Linked DNA regions of Mus musculus: all the other regions are linked to region 1. The links are chromatin contacts, called in public ChIA-PET, Hi-C, HiChIP or PLAC-seq and promoter capture Hi-C maps. All regions are on one chromosome and are shown on one strand. Each heading gives the region's core, a stretch centred on a gene start, on an enhancer-like site or on the middle of the called end of the contact. The rest is flanking DNA. Distances are from core to core; before and after follow the strand shown. Region 1 holds the start of Aatf (apoptosis antagonizing transcription factor). Region 2 holds the start of Heatr6 (HEAT repeat containing 6). Region 3 holds the start of Appbp2 (amyloid beta precursor protein (cytoplasmic tail) binding protein 2). Region 4 holds the start of Usp32 (ubiquitin specific peptidase 32). Region 5 holds the start of Ddx52 (DExD box helicase 52). Region 6 holds the start of Synrg (synergin, gamma).

Region 1 (2,616 bases), core at 31-2,530:
CCTAGCTCTAAATAAACAGGGTGTAGTGGCAGGCACATGTCTCTAATCCCAGTGGAGACAGGAGGGTCAAGAAATTCAGGGTCATCTTCAATTACATGATGTGTAGGAGGCAAGAGACTGTCTTAACATACAAACAGGCATGGACACAGTGTCTATTATTCAAGTCGTTTTTTCTTTTTTTTTTTTTTCTGGATTCTTCTGAGGCAGCTTTCCTGTTATAGTAGATTCTAGGTCTCCATGGAGGAAGACCTCCAACAGATCAGTATAGACAGACCACTTTACACTCAAATTTGTCATTCCTCGGTGCAGTTCATGTTTCCTGCCCTTCTAGACTGGTCACTGTGTGGAGAGAGAGTCTAACTTACACATCCTATATTTCATCTAGCAGTGCTTGCCACAGTAGTGGGCGTCAAGGGATGCTCCATGAAAAGAAAAACGAATGCAAAGTGATGGCATAGCTTCATGGGCCTGGGTGCAATTACATTTATCACATTAAGGTCTTTGTGTATTTTGAGTCTGGCCATCTAATACCAGAACTGAGTGAAGGGTTTCTCTTCTCCCATCTTCACTAGTTTCGGGGGTCTGACTGAGTCACTCCATCTTTGAACAGAAAAGCTGTTAATATCAACGCTTCTGTAGTAGAGTAATTCTACCCCCCTGCCCCTCCCTGTGATTGCCCAGGCAAGAGGGTACAAGAAGCTACAGAAACAATCTTGATTTGTGGTACAACCATCGCGATTCCTAATTATTTCTATCAATAAAGATCGCACCTCGCCGCACACTTAACACACGCAGGCCTCTCAGATCCTGGCCCGAAGCTGTGTGCCTGGCCGCAGGCTCCTCTACCCTGAGAAAAGCCCCGTTTTGAGTCCCGGGTCTGTGCTTGCTCGAGTGTGTACCTGAGGTTTGAGAGGCTTATCCTTCACTCCCTTTCACAAACCAGCCAGCCACCAGCAGCCACAGCTACTTTACGCTTAATTCCTAAACCAAGCTCGCACAAAGCTCGAGGCGTTATTTCGTGCTTAGGGGACCCTGGCAGCTCAGAGCACAATCAACCTTTCTCGCTCCAAGCGGTCACGTGCTCCGGCGCGCTCCCGCGCCGCGCGTCCGAGGGGCCTCCGGCGCACGCGCGTTCGGGCGGCTCGCAACCCTGCCACGGTTTCGGGCGCCTGCGTCTCAGCTTAGCAGCCCAGTGGTGACGCGACGCCCCGCCCCTCCGGCGCGCGCGCGCCTCCCGGAAGTTGCCTACTGGGATTCTAAACGCCGCCTCCGCGAGGTCTCCGCCTTGAGTTGCCAAGTAGAGTCTGGGCCGTAGCGCCACTGCTGCGAGTGTCGGGCCGGGGGGCTCGGGCTGCAGTGCAGGTTCACGAGCGCAGCGCCGGCAGTGACCTGGTGACCATGGCGGCGCCGCAGCCCTTGGCTCTGCAGCTGGAACAGTTGCTGAATCCGAGACCGCGTGAGGCGGATCCTGAGGCCGACCCGGAGGAGGGTGAGGCCTGACTGGGGCTAACCACGTGCAGAGCAGTGGCTCCGACTTCAAGGGCCGCTGGTGCTTGGACCTGCTCGCCTTCCCTTTTCGCTGGGGGAAAATTGTCTCTTGGGAGGGTGGCGTGAGCAGTAATCCAGCATTCTAGACTCTGGGGGTGGGCGGGACATCAGGACCCTGGCGGGGAGTTGCAGGCAGCCGGCTGGCAGCAGTTTAGGATGCCACTTTTCTTGGTATTACCTTCGAAAGGAGAAAGAAGCCTGATGAGTTTCAGGTTTTTGTGTGTTTGAAACTGACTGCTTCTAAAATCTTCATGAGAATGAAAATGATTACCCGATGCTGTTTAGCCATGTTTATTTAGGCCTTAAGCCATTTGTCCACATTCTGATGACAGACTGATTCTTCATAAACCTGTTCTGAGACCGGCTGGGAGTAATTGTGCTTTAGACTTGGGTCAGGGAGGTGTGAGAAAGACAACTGGAGGGGTGTCATGAGTGTCTATAGCACCCAATGACTGTCACATATTGAGGAAGAATTAAGGACCCTGGGCATGTAGCCGATAACACTTGATGCACTGGATTTAATTTTCAGAACCTCTGAAAAAGAAAAACAATAAAAAACACCATGGAAAAGCAAGGAAGAATCAGATTTATACGTTCCTAGATTTATAAGTTCCAAGGCATAAAAACATGTCTCCTAGTAGTTGCAGGGAGTTAGCTCTCTGTTTAGAAATAGATAGCAATATGACAGCAGTCTCCTTAGAAACCAGAAGTCAACTCCCTATTCCTGTAAGTTAGTTATGTTATGTTATAGAGGACACAATGAATCAAGGGCTGGGGTGGAGCCCAGTACTAAGAGTACTCACCTAGTACAGGAAGGTGGGGTGTGGGGTTGAAATGGCTTAAGTGGGTTCCTGTTAAAGTATTTTTCTAACCTAAGATTCTATTTTTCTCCCTCCCCAACAGCCACTAGAGCCAGAGTGATTGACAGGTTTGATGAAGGGGAAGAGGAGAAAGATGATCTGGCAGTGAGTAGCATTAGAAAGTTGGCACCAGTCTCCCTCTTGGACACCGACAAAAGGTATTCTGGCAAGACCACTTCTAGGAAAGCTTGGAAAGAAGACCATTGGG
Region 2 (2,616 bases), core at 41-2,540, 760 kb after region 1:
TTGTTGTTGTTGTTGTGCAAAATAGCCAAGTATATAAATAAAAAGCTCCCTTAATTTCACTTAGTTCCACTCTGCTCCCTTATCCGTGGTGAGCTGCTCGGGATTCTTTTCCCCTTTACATCCTTAAGCCCCATATTTTTCTCTTACTGTTTGGCCGCTTGCTTCTGCCATTTGCCAATATACATAGAAAATCTCTGATTATGCGTACACTTGTATGCGTTTTGTTTGTTTTTTGTTTTTGTTTTTCCAATAGCAGACTCTGGCAAAGAATAGTCTGGAATGGGGCTAGAATAGAGGAAGATCAGTGAGAGACTAGGGAGAGAAGAGTGTGAACTGAGAAACATGTTTGAGACAGACTGAAGAATTTTAATCCAACAGGCTCCAGGGTAAAGAAAAGAAGCAGTGTGCATGCCTTGTGTGTATTTGGGGTGGGGTAGGGTAGAATGAATAGGGGATTAGGAGTATGGGAGACAATGTATTCATCTATACGAGCTATCAAGTTTGAGATGCTCGCAGGTAGGACTGGCTCAGGGGTTCTGGGAATCAGTGATATACAAGAGCGGATGTGTATGAATGAGATGATCCTGACAGGAGAAGTGGAAGCAAACGAGAGCTAGTGCCGAAACAAAACAGAAAATACAGGCCTTACGACAAATTTAGGTTCCAATCTAGCTCTGCCATTTGCCCAAACCGTGACGCTGGATCTCTTGTGAGCTTCAGTGCGTACATCAGCGAAATCAACTAAGACTACCCTCGCTCCGACATTCCCGGAGTCGCTCACCAGGGATGGCAGCTGAGGGCGTCAGAGCAGAAGCCTTTGAAAAGATGCTGGCTTGCAAGCTTTCAGATGGAGGGCAGAGAGATATGGCACGGACCGAGGGAGAAAGCCAGCCTGGAACTAAGTCATCCGGGACGTGGGTGAGAGCCGGAGGGGCCGGAGGGAGGAACCAGCCGTTGTCCGGGCAGGATGAGGCGCGCCGCCTACCTCGGGGGCCACGCCGCCGCCCTCGCTGTAGTTCTCGGAGATGAGCTGGTCGAAGAGCAGGTGAATCTCCATGCGGGACACGGTGCTGTCATCCGGCTGCAGCGCGCGGAGCCTGGCAGACAAGCGGCGGAACCCATCGTCCTGCTCCGGCGACAGTTCCCGCGGGGCCTCTCGCGGCTGCCCACAAGGAAGAGAGGCGGCGACCTGCACCGCCGCCATTTTTCCTCCGTGAGAAAGCCTGGGAAATACTTCCGGGGCACCGCTTGGGGCAGGGCCTGGGTGTGTGCTCCAGTTCCGGAAAGCCATCATTTGAACTGTAGGTTGCAAGTCGTTCTGTGATTAGGATAGGTAAAAGGCAGCAGAAATAAGGCCACCCACCACCCCTTACCCTCTCAGAAAGTTTGCTCTTGGGCAGGGCTGACGTTGCTAGAGTTTCAGATTCTGGCTGGAGTTGGAGAGCACTCTTCTACATGGCAGTGACAGAAAAGTGAGCTATATGGCTTCCTTCTACTCTTGATGTTCTGATAGGACACAAGCTGGAGTTATCACAGAGAAAGGAGCTTCAGTTGGGGAAGTAAGTGCCTCCATGAGATCCAGCTGTGGAGCATTTTCTCAATTAGTGATCAAGGGAGAAGGGCCCCTTGTGGGTGGGACCATCTCTGGGCTGGTAGTCTTGGTTCTATAAGAGAGCAGGCTGAGCAAGCCAGAAGAAGCAAGCCAGTAAGTAACATCCCTCCATGTCCTCTGCATCAGCTCCTGCTTCCTGACCTGCTTGAGTTCCTGTCCTGACATCCTTTGGCGATCAACAGCAATGTGGAAATTGTAACCTGAATAAATCCTTTCCTCCCTGACTTGCTTCTTGGTCATGATGTTTGTGCAGGAATAGAAACCCTGACTAAGACAAAAACTTAACGTATTGACATTAGTAGCTTTTTCACGATTAGGATTAGATAACTGAGAGGAACAGTTTAAAGGAAGGAGGATTTATTATTATTATTATTATTATTATTATTAATTTTTTGGTGCACTATTTTAGGTGGTTTAAGGCTATGCTTGACTGAATCTGCTGCTTTGTAGTAAAGGAGAATGATCGTGACAGCAGGGGTATTTGGTTGAGGCTTCTCACCTAAAGCAACCAGGAAACAACAAGAAACATGTCAAGCCCAGGACAAAATACCCCGTTGACCTATCTCCTCCAGCATGGCCCCTTCTTCCCAAACAGTACAATCAACTATGGACCAGGGAGACGTGTCATATTCAAACCATAACAACCTCCAAGAAAATAACTCAAGAAGTGTTGAGACTTTTACATTAATGATTTATTAAAAGAAACAACTCCTTGTCCCACTCCACTGTGCTGCTTGTAATCTCCATACATGGCCTCCATTTTCAACTGTTTTCTTGGTCACAGAGCTCCAAACAGACACATTTTTTTTTCCAGGTAGAAGCTATAGGAAGAAATGAACAGTAATCAGGGAAGATGGCCTTTGAGAAAATTCTTTGTTGGAGAAATAGATATAAAAATTATACACGAGACCTGCTGTTTTGGGTACCTGGCTACTGCCCAGAGTGCAATGAGAAACATTAGATCTTGATGCTGGAAATCCATAGCACCATCAGAAAGCCAGAAA
Region 3 (2,616 bases), core at 31-2,530, 720 kb before region 1:
TTAAACTTGATAAATCTGTCAACCCTATTTTGAGGCTGACTACAGCTTTCCCAGGTTTGTCAATTATAGCCTAAGAAATCACAGGACTGAAGAAGTTTAAATGTGTGTATGGTTAATCAGTTTCACTGGATTTAAAGTGCATTTCTCCATTTGTTTGACATGCATTCTCAGACTACTAGAAGAATTTGGTAGGCAAGCCAAAACATTTAATAGATTCTTTTTTTTTTCAATGCAAAAATGGGGAAACGGGGCTTGAATGATTGCTCAGTAAAAAAATGCTGGCAACTACCTTTGATCCCAGCACTAGCGAGGCAGAGGCAGCAAGATCTCTGTGACTTGAGGCTAGCCTGGTCTACAGATAAAGTTCTAGGAGAGCCAGGGCATGTTAAACAAATTTTTCTTCTTTTAAAAAAAAAGAAAAAAGAAAATTGTCCCAGCACTCGGGAGGCAGAGGTAGGCAGATTTCTGAGTTCGAGGCCAGCCTGGTCTACAAAGTGAGTTCCAAGACAGCCAGGGCTATACAGAGAAACCCTGTCTCGAAAAACCAAAATTTAAAATAAAATAAAATTGGATAGGGGCTGGTGAGATGGCTCAGTTGATTAAGAGCACCGACTGCTCTTCCGGAGGTCATGAGTTCAAATCCCAGCAACTACATGGTGGCTCACAACCATCCCCAATGAAAAAGAATCTATGAGCTAGGGCTGAGCGAGTAGAGCAGGAGACAACAGGGCCAGAGCAAGAGGGACAGGCCTGGAACTCACACTGTAGACCAGGCTGGCCTGGAGCTCACAGAAATCCACCTGCCTCTGTCTCTGCAGTGCTGGGATAAAAGTGATGGGCCACCACATCCCTCAATATAGATTTTCTTTGTTTGAGACAGGGTCTCACTCCATAGACCTTGACCTCAGGAGATACCCCTGCCTCTGCCTCCCAAGCGATCCATTCCAAGTGCACCACCATGCCCCGTCCGTGCTGTGCACTTTTGTGAAAAAAAGATCAGTCCTAAAGTTCGTTGATCTAAAAGATCAATTCTTAAAGTTGAAGAGGGCTGTCGTCGAAAAACTCACTGAAACGAGACTGTGTTGGAGAGCCACAGCACGCTGGATAAAACACCACTCCAACTACCGCCCAGCTTCCCCGGTGTCTCGTCCTTTAGGAACAAGCACCCAGCGCCCCTCAGACGCTCCGCGCTCTTTCTCCGCAAGTTTTCCGCCTGCCGCATTCCTTCCCGGGCGCGTCGGCGCGTCGCGCGTTGACGTCATGACGCACACACGCAGCCCCGCCCATGCAGAGCTGAGAGCCTGGACGGAACTGGGCTCGCTCTCCTGTTGGGAATGTGAGGCTCTCGGTACGGTCGTGGTCTGCGTTCGTCCGGATCTTCCGTGGCCGCCGCTACCGCCGCTACCGCCAGCACCATCTGCCCTCAGGCCGCGCGCGCACGCAGAGGCCCGGCAGCCGGGTCCGAGAGGCGCGCGCACGCCCGCTCGCCCGCGTGGTCGCCGCCCCTCGGAAGCCTCCGGAGCCTCACACGGGTTCGCTACGGAGGGAGGCGGAGGCCTGCGGGAGGAGGCGGAGGAGGAGCGAGGGAAGATGGCGGCCGTGGAGCTCGAGTGGATCCCGGAGACGCTCTACAACACCGCCATCTCCGCTGTCGTGGACAACTACATCCGCTCGCGCCGCGACATCCGCTCCTTGCCGGAGAATATCCAGTTCGACGTTTACTACAAGGTACAGGCGATCTGTTCTATCGGACCCCGCCGCTGCTCCTGGGCCGCACCCCCTTCCACGTCCACGGCCCGGCCTGTAGCTCTCGAGGTAGCGTCGGCTGCGGTGGCCGCTTTCCGATACGCCGCCACCCCCGCGTCTGCCTCCCGGTCTGTGCGGCCCGGGGGGGTTCTTGTGTGAGAGCTATCCGCCATCCCCTTAGGGGCCCCAGGGTAGGCCTGCGGGAATGCCTGACCCAGCCGAGTCCCACCCGGTCCTCTAGTCGCTGGGGTATTTTCTGTCTTCTCTAGTGTTTGTATCAGCTGGACTTTTTTGTTCCGCTCCACCCCTAATTCTCCCTACTTTGTCATCTCGTCGATCCTCTTTACCCGAGTAACTGCTTTCTTTCTTTTTCTTTTTTTTTTCCCCTCCCTTCTCTAATCCGAGTTTCGTCCCTTTCCTTTCTTTCAATCCGAAATGATTTAGTTAGGGCTTAATGAAAATGGTCTGTGGGCTTCATTTGCATATCCTTGAAAGCTTTTTTGTGTGGTTTCTAGGTTTGTTTTGGTTTTTCGGTTTACACTTTGGGTTAAATTGGGAATTTTACTAATAGATTAGTAATAGACTGGATCTTTAGAAAGGACGCAGTGAAATTCCCTGAAAGCAAGAAGTAGAAATCTGAATTATACCAATGTGTATGAAAAGTGCGATTTTGCAGCATTCTTGCGTCGCTCCCTCTCAAAAATCTGCACAGAAAGTCCCAAGTTGCTCTCCAAGGAGTTTCAAGGGTAAGTGTTCATAGACGTGGACAATTTTTGCAGTGTTCTGAGAGGGAGGAGAACTTTATGGACTCGGAGCCTCCCTTTTCCTCTCCCCCACGTTTGAGTGTGAACACTGGCCTTATTCAGGGAT
Region 4 (2,616 bases), core at 37-2,536, 630 kb before region 1:
AGTGCATAAATAGCTGTTCACACATCCCTTTAAAGACATACTTCGGGACTATATACTGAGAAGTGGAATTGCTGAACCACATGCCTGATATGCTACAACACAATGAGCCATGTTAAGTGAAATAAGCCAGTCACAGGAGAAATGTAGTTGCCTTGATGAACCAACATTACTGTTGAAAGTTTCAGTTCTCTACTAGATCAAGTAGTCCTGAAGATAAACTAAGACTGAATAACGATGTAAATGTTAATGCTACTAAATTCACACACACACACTATATACATATGTATTATACATAAAATATATGTATTTTAAAGCAAGCTACTCAGTTTTGAACTGTCTCATTTTTAGAGGGCAAGTGTTTGGTTGAAGCATGAAGGTGGCAGGGCTGGGTGTGGTGTTTCTTGTAGAACCAGTACATGGGAAACTGAGGCACGCGAATCTACAAGTTCGAGGACAGCCTGGGTTACAAAGCAGAACCCTGCGTCAGAAACAAACACCCAAAACAAAACATCTAATGCGGCTTAAAAAAATTGGGGGAGGGAGGCAACAGGTTCAGAGGGAAAAATGGACCAACATAGTGGCTTGGGCCTCTGAAAGAAAAGCTAAGGCAGCCGCGTTTGGAGAATGGGAAGGCGTAGAAAGTAAAATACTGCGACAAGGTCCACTGCCCTGTCCTGAGGCTCCATCTCTAGAAGGAAAAAGAGGTATCTTCTCAGAGAAGCCGTGAGTCTCATCTTCCACTTCTGCCAACATCCCCCGAACGTTAGGGGTCCCCCGCCTGCCCGCTCCTTTTGTCGCCCGCACCGCTTTCCTCAGACCCCCCCTGCTCCCTAACATTCCCCTAGTCTTCCAAGGTGGGTCGCGGCCACCGCAGCACCAACCGTCATCGCTCCGGCCCCGCCCGTCGAACGCCAGAACGTGGGGGGCGGGAAGACCCGTCCTCGGGCGCCCCGGAAGTCACTGCCCTCTTGGCCAGCTGAGCGCCGCGGCGGGATTCGAGGCCTAGGATTGGCAGGAAGATAGGGATGACGTGCTACGTGTGGCGAGGCCGCCCCGCCCCCCCTGCGCGCTCTTAGCGTGGGGTGGGGCGGAGCGTGGCCCCCCGGCGGCCATTACCCGGAACCGTCCCGGGCCTTGGGTCAGGTGACCCGCGGCGGTGCTGGCGGGAGGGCGGGGTGGGGGCGGAAGGGAGGAGAGGAGGAGTGAGGCGAGACGCGAAGGGAGGAGAGAGAGGAGAAGGGCGGAGTAGGAGGGAGGGGAAGGGGGCGGGGTGGGAGCGGGTCACGTGACTCGGCATGGAGGCGGCGGCGGCGGCCGGGAGGAGTCGCTGGGGCAGAAGCCGCACTTGTTAGTGTTGGGGGAGGAGGGGGCCGGGGACGCCGACACCGTCAGCCGGCGACGCCGCGAAGGAGGCGGGAGGGGGGTGGGGGCGAAAGCAGGCTCCGACCCCCGGCCGAGGGGATGAGGGGAGCATGGGCGCCAAGGAGTCACGGATCGGATTCCTCAGCTACGAGGAGGCGCTGAGGAGAGGTGAGGGGGAGGGGTCGAGTGAGCTGCGGGGAGGCCAGCGCGGAGCGCCCAGGGGTGGGTGGCCGGAGGGAGAGGAGGCTGGGGCGTGGGGTGCCTGGCGAAGGACCCGGGAGGCCAGCCGTGGGAATATCGAGGGCAGGGAGGTGGAAGGGGAAGCGGGGTGTGGGAATTGGGGCACTAGGGGAGGGGGCGAAGCTTTGGCAGTGACGGGGGTACCGGGCGCTGGCTGGCCATTGCCGGTGCACTCGGTTGGCGTTGTTATCTTGTTTAGGTGCAGGGAAGCCCTGACCATCGGTTCTTGGGTGGCTCAACCCTTCCAGGCCCCCTCATCCTTCAGTGCCATTTTCTCATATCACTCTTTCATTTAAAAAAAAAAAAAAAAGCCTCCGACAACATCCTAATCTGGTTTCTAACAGCATTGGCTGGAGGAGAAGACAGGGCGTTCTGTTTTGCTCCTGGAAGTCCTTTTCTATTAGGGAGCCTCTGGTTTTCCCAGGGTCTTTGCCTCTCTGTTGAGGGCGATGACTATCCTTCCATTTACTCCTGCCATCCTTCACCCTTTGAGCGGTTGACTTTGATTAAGAACGACCTGAAAGTGAAGTTGTGTTTAAGGTGAGAACAGATTAGACAGCTGATGTTCATAAGACCTTGTCTTAGGTTTCCTCTCCTCGGACATTGATCAGACGGTTTTAGTACACTTGATTCCCAGTTCTTACCCCCTCGCTCCCTTAAAATGGCATTCGGAAACCCAGCATTGTGATACTGTATTACAGCTCCCTTCAGAGACTGGCCTTGCTGTCAACGGCTGCTGCTCTTGGCTCTGATTCACACTGTGTTGTTAATAGCCCCCAACCCCCTACCACTTACTCTGATACGATTGTCAGTGTAAAGCTCGTGCTAACTGGAAGTGTCTTGCACAGTTTATGGCCGGAATGTGACTTAATTTTTCATGACTGAGATTTGAGAGTGTGTCTGTGTGGTGCTTGTAGTTCTCTTTGATGTTTAATGGATTTTCTTGGTAAGAAGTGAAAAACATTAAGCAGATTAGTGGCCAGACATTATTGTTAACAGATTTCTAAGACCAAA
Region 5 (2,616 bases), core at 53-2,552, 570 kb after region 1:
AACAGGACCCCTTGTGTTTTCTCCTCATTTGGGGGCTCCTGGTGTATTTGCAATGCTCCACATTCATCTGAGACGGACTTCTTGTTTCCGAAGAAGTCTAGTCCCTTCAGGACCTCCAAAGACTCGGAATCGAATTTCCTTTTTCCTACCTAAAACCCCAAAAGTTTTAAATGAAATTTACTGCCAGAACTGTTTCCATCCAACCGTGACTGGCTGTACGGAGGACGCAGGTTCAGTAATTCGCCTTTTTAACCTTTTCAAACAAGATTCTGTTGAGCTAAGTAGTGTGTTTAGGCAAACAGAATCCTATCAACAACAACAATGAATATTTATATACATTTACTACACGTCAAGGATATTTATTAGATATTAAATTACTTCATCCTCACACCAACCCTACAAGGTAAATAGCAGTGAGACAGAAGAGGGGAAAAAAAAATCCAGGCACCAGCAAGTAACTTAGTGAAGATCTCAGAAGTATTCACTAGCAGGCCCTGCATTTGATCCCAGAAATCCCTGCTCCAGGGTTCAAATGTAACCACAACACTGCAGTCAGGACGAAGAAACACAGACATCACCCTCCACAAAGGCTGTATTTTACAGTAAGGCTTATGTTTAAAATGTTTCACAAGTGAGTCCCAACTGACTTCCTTTCATGCTCACTACTTCTTTAAGAAACCCCCCGCATATCAGGATCACACTTTTGGTTGGCTACTTAAAATGTGGTTGGTTAGAGTGATGAAAAAACAAAACAAAACACCCCAACTCTCCACTGCAGTACAGCTATCTGTACATTAAGTCAAACTTGGGTAGCTTACAGTGAAAGCGTGCTTTCTTAGTTTCTAAGAGGGGTCTCGGAAAGGATTCCAACTTTGTGAGTAAAGTAAGATACCTGGGAATCAAAATGTCTGTGCCAGGCTCAACTGAGTCTACCGGGGCTCAGTAAACAGTCCTTCAGAAGTCTGGGGTAAATCTTAGGTTAAGCTAAATCCCAGGAGGGAAATGCTTGGGGGTGATCGGAGCCTGGCCTCGGGGTCTCCAGCGCGCCGGCTGCCCGGTTGGCGGCGGTCTCAATCTCCGGATCCCGCCCCTTCTCGGTCACGCGGCTCCCCGCGTACAGAAAGTACCTGGAATCGAGTAGCGTCTGCTGAGAAGCGCTTCACGTCGAACTTGGCGCCGGCTCCAAGCCGGCGAAACAGGTCGTAGGAATCCATCTTTACCCAGAAGGCCCCACGGCCTCCCGGCGCCTGCGTTTACCACTTTCTATCCGCGACTGCTTCCGCACAGGCCGTAGCGGAAGTCGCTCCAGGAGGCGGAGCCTGGCTGTGATAGGCGTGGAAAACGTGTGAGCTGGGAATTCGTTCACAAAATCCAAAATCGACGCTTCTTGTGCGTGGGAGTGTGCTAGACGTTTAGTGATAGTTTGATGAGCAACACGCCAATATTCTGCATTTTCGGTTACCGTTTAGAAAGGACAGAGATACTATTAACCAGTTACTGTAACTGAGGAAAATGGAAAGCATCGTGAGGCAAATTAAAAGCTGTGATGGGTTGAGAAGGGGTAGAAGCTAGTTTAGTTAGATTGGTTAAATTCAATCAAATTTGAACTGAGAAGGGGCCACTTTCCCAAGACATGGGAACAGCATTCCAGGGAAGAGAAAACCCATCTGAAGAAGGAAACGGATCTGAAACCTTGTTAGAACAGAAGCCGATCTGAGTTGCTCTCCAGTGCCACAGAAAGAAGGAAAAGGGGGTGGGTGGGGGGAGGGATGAAGGAAGAAATGAAGAAAGGAAAGAAAATTGGAGTAGCTGGAGCTAAGCTTACAGGGGCAAACAAACCAGGTCTCAACGCTGTAACAAGGGCATGATGAAGTATTTAGGTTTTAATCTAAACATGCTGCAAAACCAAAATTCATGGAAGGAGCAACTATCTTAGTTTATCCCATTTGATTTTTAGATTCATTCTCATTGTGTTTGAACTACTCGACTTTTTAAGTTTTGTATAACCTGTCTTCTGGAATGTAAGTCCACAAACATGAAGATCTATTTTTGCTTTATGATTGTATCCCTGGTTCTGTTTGCTTTCCATAAATGTTTGATGAATGAATTCGTGAAAGGGCCATACATGATTATTTGGAGTTATTTGGAGAAGGGACATGGAACAGATAAGAGTAGAAATGGAGACTAAAGTAGCTGTTGCTTTTATCTGGGTTGATAGCTATTCAAATGTGGATGGATTTGGGCTACAGTTTGGATATAGAGTTTAATGTACCTGATGGAGTTTGTGTAGGGTGAGGAAATGGATCCAGAGGTAGCTAAATATTGTGGTTTGAGCTGGGATGATGGCATGCCATTTACTGAACTAAGAAGAAAGGAAGAGCAGCCTTTTGGTGAGAATGAGAATCATGGAATTGTTACGTTTGTAGACATGTAGATCTCTACTTGATTAAGTGAAGACATCCAATTAGGTACTTGGACCCAAGAGTCTGAAGCTCAGGACTGAAGGCTGGAGAAACAAAACTGGGAGACATCAAAATATAAATAATACAATGCATAGACTCAAACATCATATGTCCATATCATTTGTGGATAGATCTATGATATAGAGAGGAGAGG
Region 6 (2,616 bases), core at 56-2,555, 550 kb after region 1:
TTTTTTTTTTTTTTGAAAACATTTGTGCCTAAAACATGAAATTCTTTGAAAATTTCTAGGACTGGTCCCATTATTACTCATACATTTGATTAGATTAATAGAATGCCACTTTAGAAATTGTCATCCTGTATATATTCTGCAGGCAAAAGCAATTTCTAATGCTCACTAATGAAAGACCCCAACGAAACAGTGACAAAACCAGAGGAGGAAGGAAAATGTTTTAAGTTTAAAGTCAAAGACTGTAGAGGAAGCAGAAAACCTGGCCACACACCGTTGCTTTATTCAAGTGACTGCTTTTTTTCCTTCCGTGAATGAGTGTGTGTGTGTGTATTCACAATATGCACCTGAAGGAGACGGTTACTTTAAAATCTTTTACACATTTGAAGTGTAGGTGATTCCAAAATTAAACTATACATTAAAAAAAAAACCCAAATACTTCGCTTTCCAAAGATAACTTAGGATATTTAAAAATAAAAGCTAATTTTATCTCGGAATGTGTGTGCTATATGTCAGCTAATTAAATAAACACAAACTGAGTCATGATAGAAAGGGGAGCAGACTTTCTGGAATCAAACATTTTGTCAAATGAAAATGAACTTGAGTTACAAACACCCCTTTACCATTCTGGATACAGGGAGCATAGCCTAAAAATTATCTGAAATAGAACAAAGAGCAGATTTTTATTTTTAAAAGGAGCTCAATAAAGTCTGGAAGCTTTTGTTTTAAGAGGAGCATACTGCTCTTGGTCAGTGAATTTTCTTTGTTTCAAAATGTCTATTTTAAAAGGAGTCAGACAAATGTTTTTTTCTACTAAACGGGCTTTATCTCAAGACAATTACTAATTCAAAGGTCTTCAGATTTTTCTATTTGTATGTGAAGAAAAGAAAAAAGGACTGGACAGGACGCTCTATGAGAGGAAAGACAGTACTGTACAGTCTTAAAACGGTTCCTCCAGCTTTGCGACTAGACCGTCACAGCCTTCGCTCCGACAGCAGCTCGAGCCCAGCAAGCCTAGCAGGGACTCGCGGGCGCTCGAGGCCCCGCGGCAGGTGCGGTGGCGCCTGCACCCGAGCGCGCTCCCCGCGGGTCCCCAGGACGCTCGCGCCCCGCAACCGCCGCCCCTGCGCCCGGCCCCACCTGCCCACCCCGCCGACCATGGCTGCCCACTCCGCCCGCCCCGCCGACCCACCTGCCTGCCCCGCCGGGCCCCGCGCCCGCCCCCGCCGCGCCGCTGGCTCCGGCTCCCGGCCGCAGCGCCATCTTGCTCGGGGCCGCCGCCGCGCCAGCAGCTGTCAGCCGAAGACAGGCACTTCCGGGGCAGACACCGCCCCACCAAGTCGGGGCCGACGACGGGGCGGGGCTGCGCGCCCACGTGACTTCATGGCCCCCGGGCACGAGCGGCGCGCCCCGGTGGCATTCTGCAGGAGACACAGCACTGCGGCTGGTGTAGTTAGTTTGCAAACCCGGATCTGCACTAATGCACACAGTAGGTCCTGATATAACCAGATGATGGAACACAGGTGCTTTTCTGCTGTTCCTTTACACAGCAGTCGGATCCTAGAGGGCCTTTACAGCTGTTTCCCTTGGCACTCTCTCTTCAGCATCTATTACAGACACTGACAGTACCTTTTACTTAAGTCAATCTAGAGCATACATGGACCCAATACACACGAAGAGGATATCCTCCAAGGTGCCCTACTCATGTGGTCGGTTTTGCCATAGTGAGGCACCGTGAGCACATGCTGAACCTACACAGGGTATTTTTACTTTGACACCTCCAACCCTAACCAAGCTACCTGGAAGTAAAATGTGTTGAAAGTAAGTTTGTTAAGCTCTTAGATAATGGATCAATCACAACCAGTCCCTGCCACTTCTTGCCTTACAGCTTTCGCTGAGACAATTATAATAGGTTATTAGTTTACTAGACCAGTTTTATGTGCATTTAATAGTCTGATGTCCCTGAGTTATTACTGCTATTTTAGAAATGAGAAAAAAAAATCTTGAAAGAAGTTCTTGTAATATGCTCAGATCTTGGAGCTGCAGTGTGTCCACACCAATATGTCCTCAAAGTCCTTGGTCCTTTAACTAGGACCACGCCCACTATTTGTGAGATCTGTTTTCCTTGTTTGGTCTTGTTTACTATTTCACTTTTCCTCTTCCCTGGTCAAAGCTAGCATTTATATAGGAGAGTCCTTACTGATATGTATAGGAGTTTAAATCCATTCCTGACCCTTTTTTTAAAAAAAAAGCTGATACAAGTTTTGTAGCTACTTCATGGACTGGGTGGTTGCTCAGAAAAAATAAAGAGAAAATAACTGAATGGGGATTATCAACACGATCTGTTACCATCTCTATCTGCATCCGTCCAAGGACACTCCCCACCTGTGTTAAGAGTCTTGTTAGGATGCTTTGAGATCACAGCCCCATACCACATAATCGTTTCTATACTTCATCACTGCCGTTAGTTGCTAAAGAGTGGTGCTGTTAGCATACAAAGCTTCAGACACAGAGATAGGCACTTTTACTCTTAAAACACAGGAAAAGCTGAAGGTCTAAAATGAAAATGCAGCCGCAATGGTTTCAAGTGTATACCCACTTCAGGATATACACTGACTC

What was found. Promoter capture Hi-C pulls out the DNA fragments that hold promoters and counts their contacts. Hi-C and Micro-C count contacts between places; a contact is called where the count stands out from the background. ChIA-PET counts read pairs in DNA pulled down with a chosen protein or histone mark. HiChIP or PLAC-seq counts read pairs in DNA pulled down with a chosen protein or histone mark.
Region 2: a promoter capture Hi-C map of liver shows a contact between it and region 1, with 2.6 times the contacts expected there. The contact joins the promoter of Heatr6 here to the promoter of Aatf in region 1. A contact is called at or near these places in 2 of 39 promoter capture datasets (hippocampal neurons and liver).
Region 3: a contact with region 1 is called in an H3K27ac HiChIP or PLAC-seq map of thymic regulatory T cells, with 5 times the contacts expected there. The contact joins the promoter of Appbp2 here to the promoter of Aatf in region 1. A contact is called at or near these places in 2 of 39 promoter capture datasets (maxillary cranial neural crest and neural stem cells), 1 of 484 Hi-C or Micro-C datasets (CD4 T cells) and 2 of 115 datasets of contacts at active chromatin or transcription factors (memory CD8 T cells and thymic regulatory T cells).
Region 4: a promoter capture Hi-C map of liver shows a contact between it and region 1, with 3 times the contacts expected there. The contact joins the promoter of Usp32 here to the promoter of Aatf in region 1. A contact is called at or near these places in 3 of 39 promoter capture datasets (liver and pre-B cells).
Region 5: a contact with region 1 is called in a Hi-C map of CD8 T cells, with 4 times the contacts expected there. The contact joins the promoter of Ddx52 here to the promoter of Aatf in region 1. A contact is called at or near these places in 1 of 39 promoter capture datasets (cranial neural crest), 3 of 484 Hi-C or Micro-C datasets (CD4 T cells, CD8 T cells and embryonic stem cells) and 1 of 115 datasets of contacts at active chromatin or transcription factors (stem cell-derived neural progenitor cells).
Region 6: an RNA polymerase II ChIA-PET map of memory CD8 T cells shows a contact between it and region 1, with 5 read pairs. The contact joins the promoter of Synrg here to the promoter of Aatf in region 1. A contact is called at or near these places in 1 of 39 promoter capture datasets (frontonasal cranial neural crest), 1 of 484 Hi-C or Micro-C datasets (CD4 T cells), 1 of 115 datasets of contacts at active chromatin or transcription factors (memory CD8 T cells) and 1 of 9 other capture datasets (adipose tissue).

The regions. Positions count from the first base shown.
Region 1 is chr11:84,512,165-84,514,780 of GRCm38.p6, reverse strand. It overlaps Aatf (apoptosis antagonizing transcription factor), which reads left to right and starts at 1,280. Exons shown (of 13, transcript NM_019816.1): 1 at 1,280-1,489; 2 at 2,452-2,616. The coding sequence starts at 1,399.
Region 2 is chr11:83,752,311-83,754,926 of GRCm38.p6, reverse strand. It overlaps Heatr6 (HEAT repeat containing 6), which reads right to left and starts at 1,290. Exons shown (of 20, transcript NM_145432.3): 1 at 986-1,290. The coding sequence starts at 1,204. Wfdc21 (WAP four-disulfide core domain 21) reads right to left here. Exons shown (of 3, transcript NM_183249.2): 3 at 2,281-2,433.
Region 3 is chr11:85,233,784-85,236,399 of GRCm38.p6, reverse strand. It overlaps Appbp2 (amyloid beta precursor protein (cytoplasmic tail) binding protein 2), which reads left to right and starts at 1,280. Exons shown (of 13, transcript NM_025825.3): 1 at 1,280-1,728. The coding sequence starts at 1,591. Appbp2os (amyloid beta precursor protein (cytoplasmic tail) binding protein 2, opposite strand) reads right to left here and starts at 1,234. Exons shown (of 4, transcript NR_028329.1): 1 at 1,068-1,234.
Region 4 is chr11:85,138,625-85,141,240 of GRCm38.p6, reverse strand. It overlaps Usp32 (ubiquitin specific peptidase 32), which reads left to right and starts at 1,286. Exons shown (of 34, transcript NM_001029934.1): 1 at 1,286-1,530. The coding sequence starts at 1,473. It also overlaps a transcript of 1700125H20Rik not described here.
Region 5 is chr11:83,940,776-83,943,391 of GRCm38.p6, reverse strand. Ddx52 (DExD box helicase 52) reads right to left here and starts at 1,302. Exons shown (of 15, transcript NM_030096.2): 1 at 1,128-1,302; 2 at 1-149. The coding sequence starts at 1,214.
Region 6 is chr11:83,963,120-83,965,735 of GRCm38.p6, reverse strand. Synrg (synergin, gamma) reads right to left here and starts at 1,305. Exons shown (of 20, transcript NM_194341.2): 1 at 1,190-1,305. The coding sequence starts at 1,260.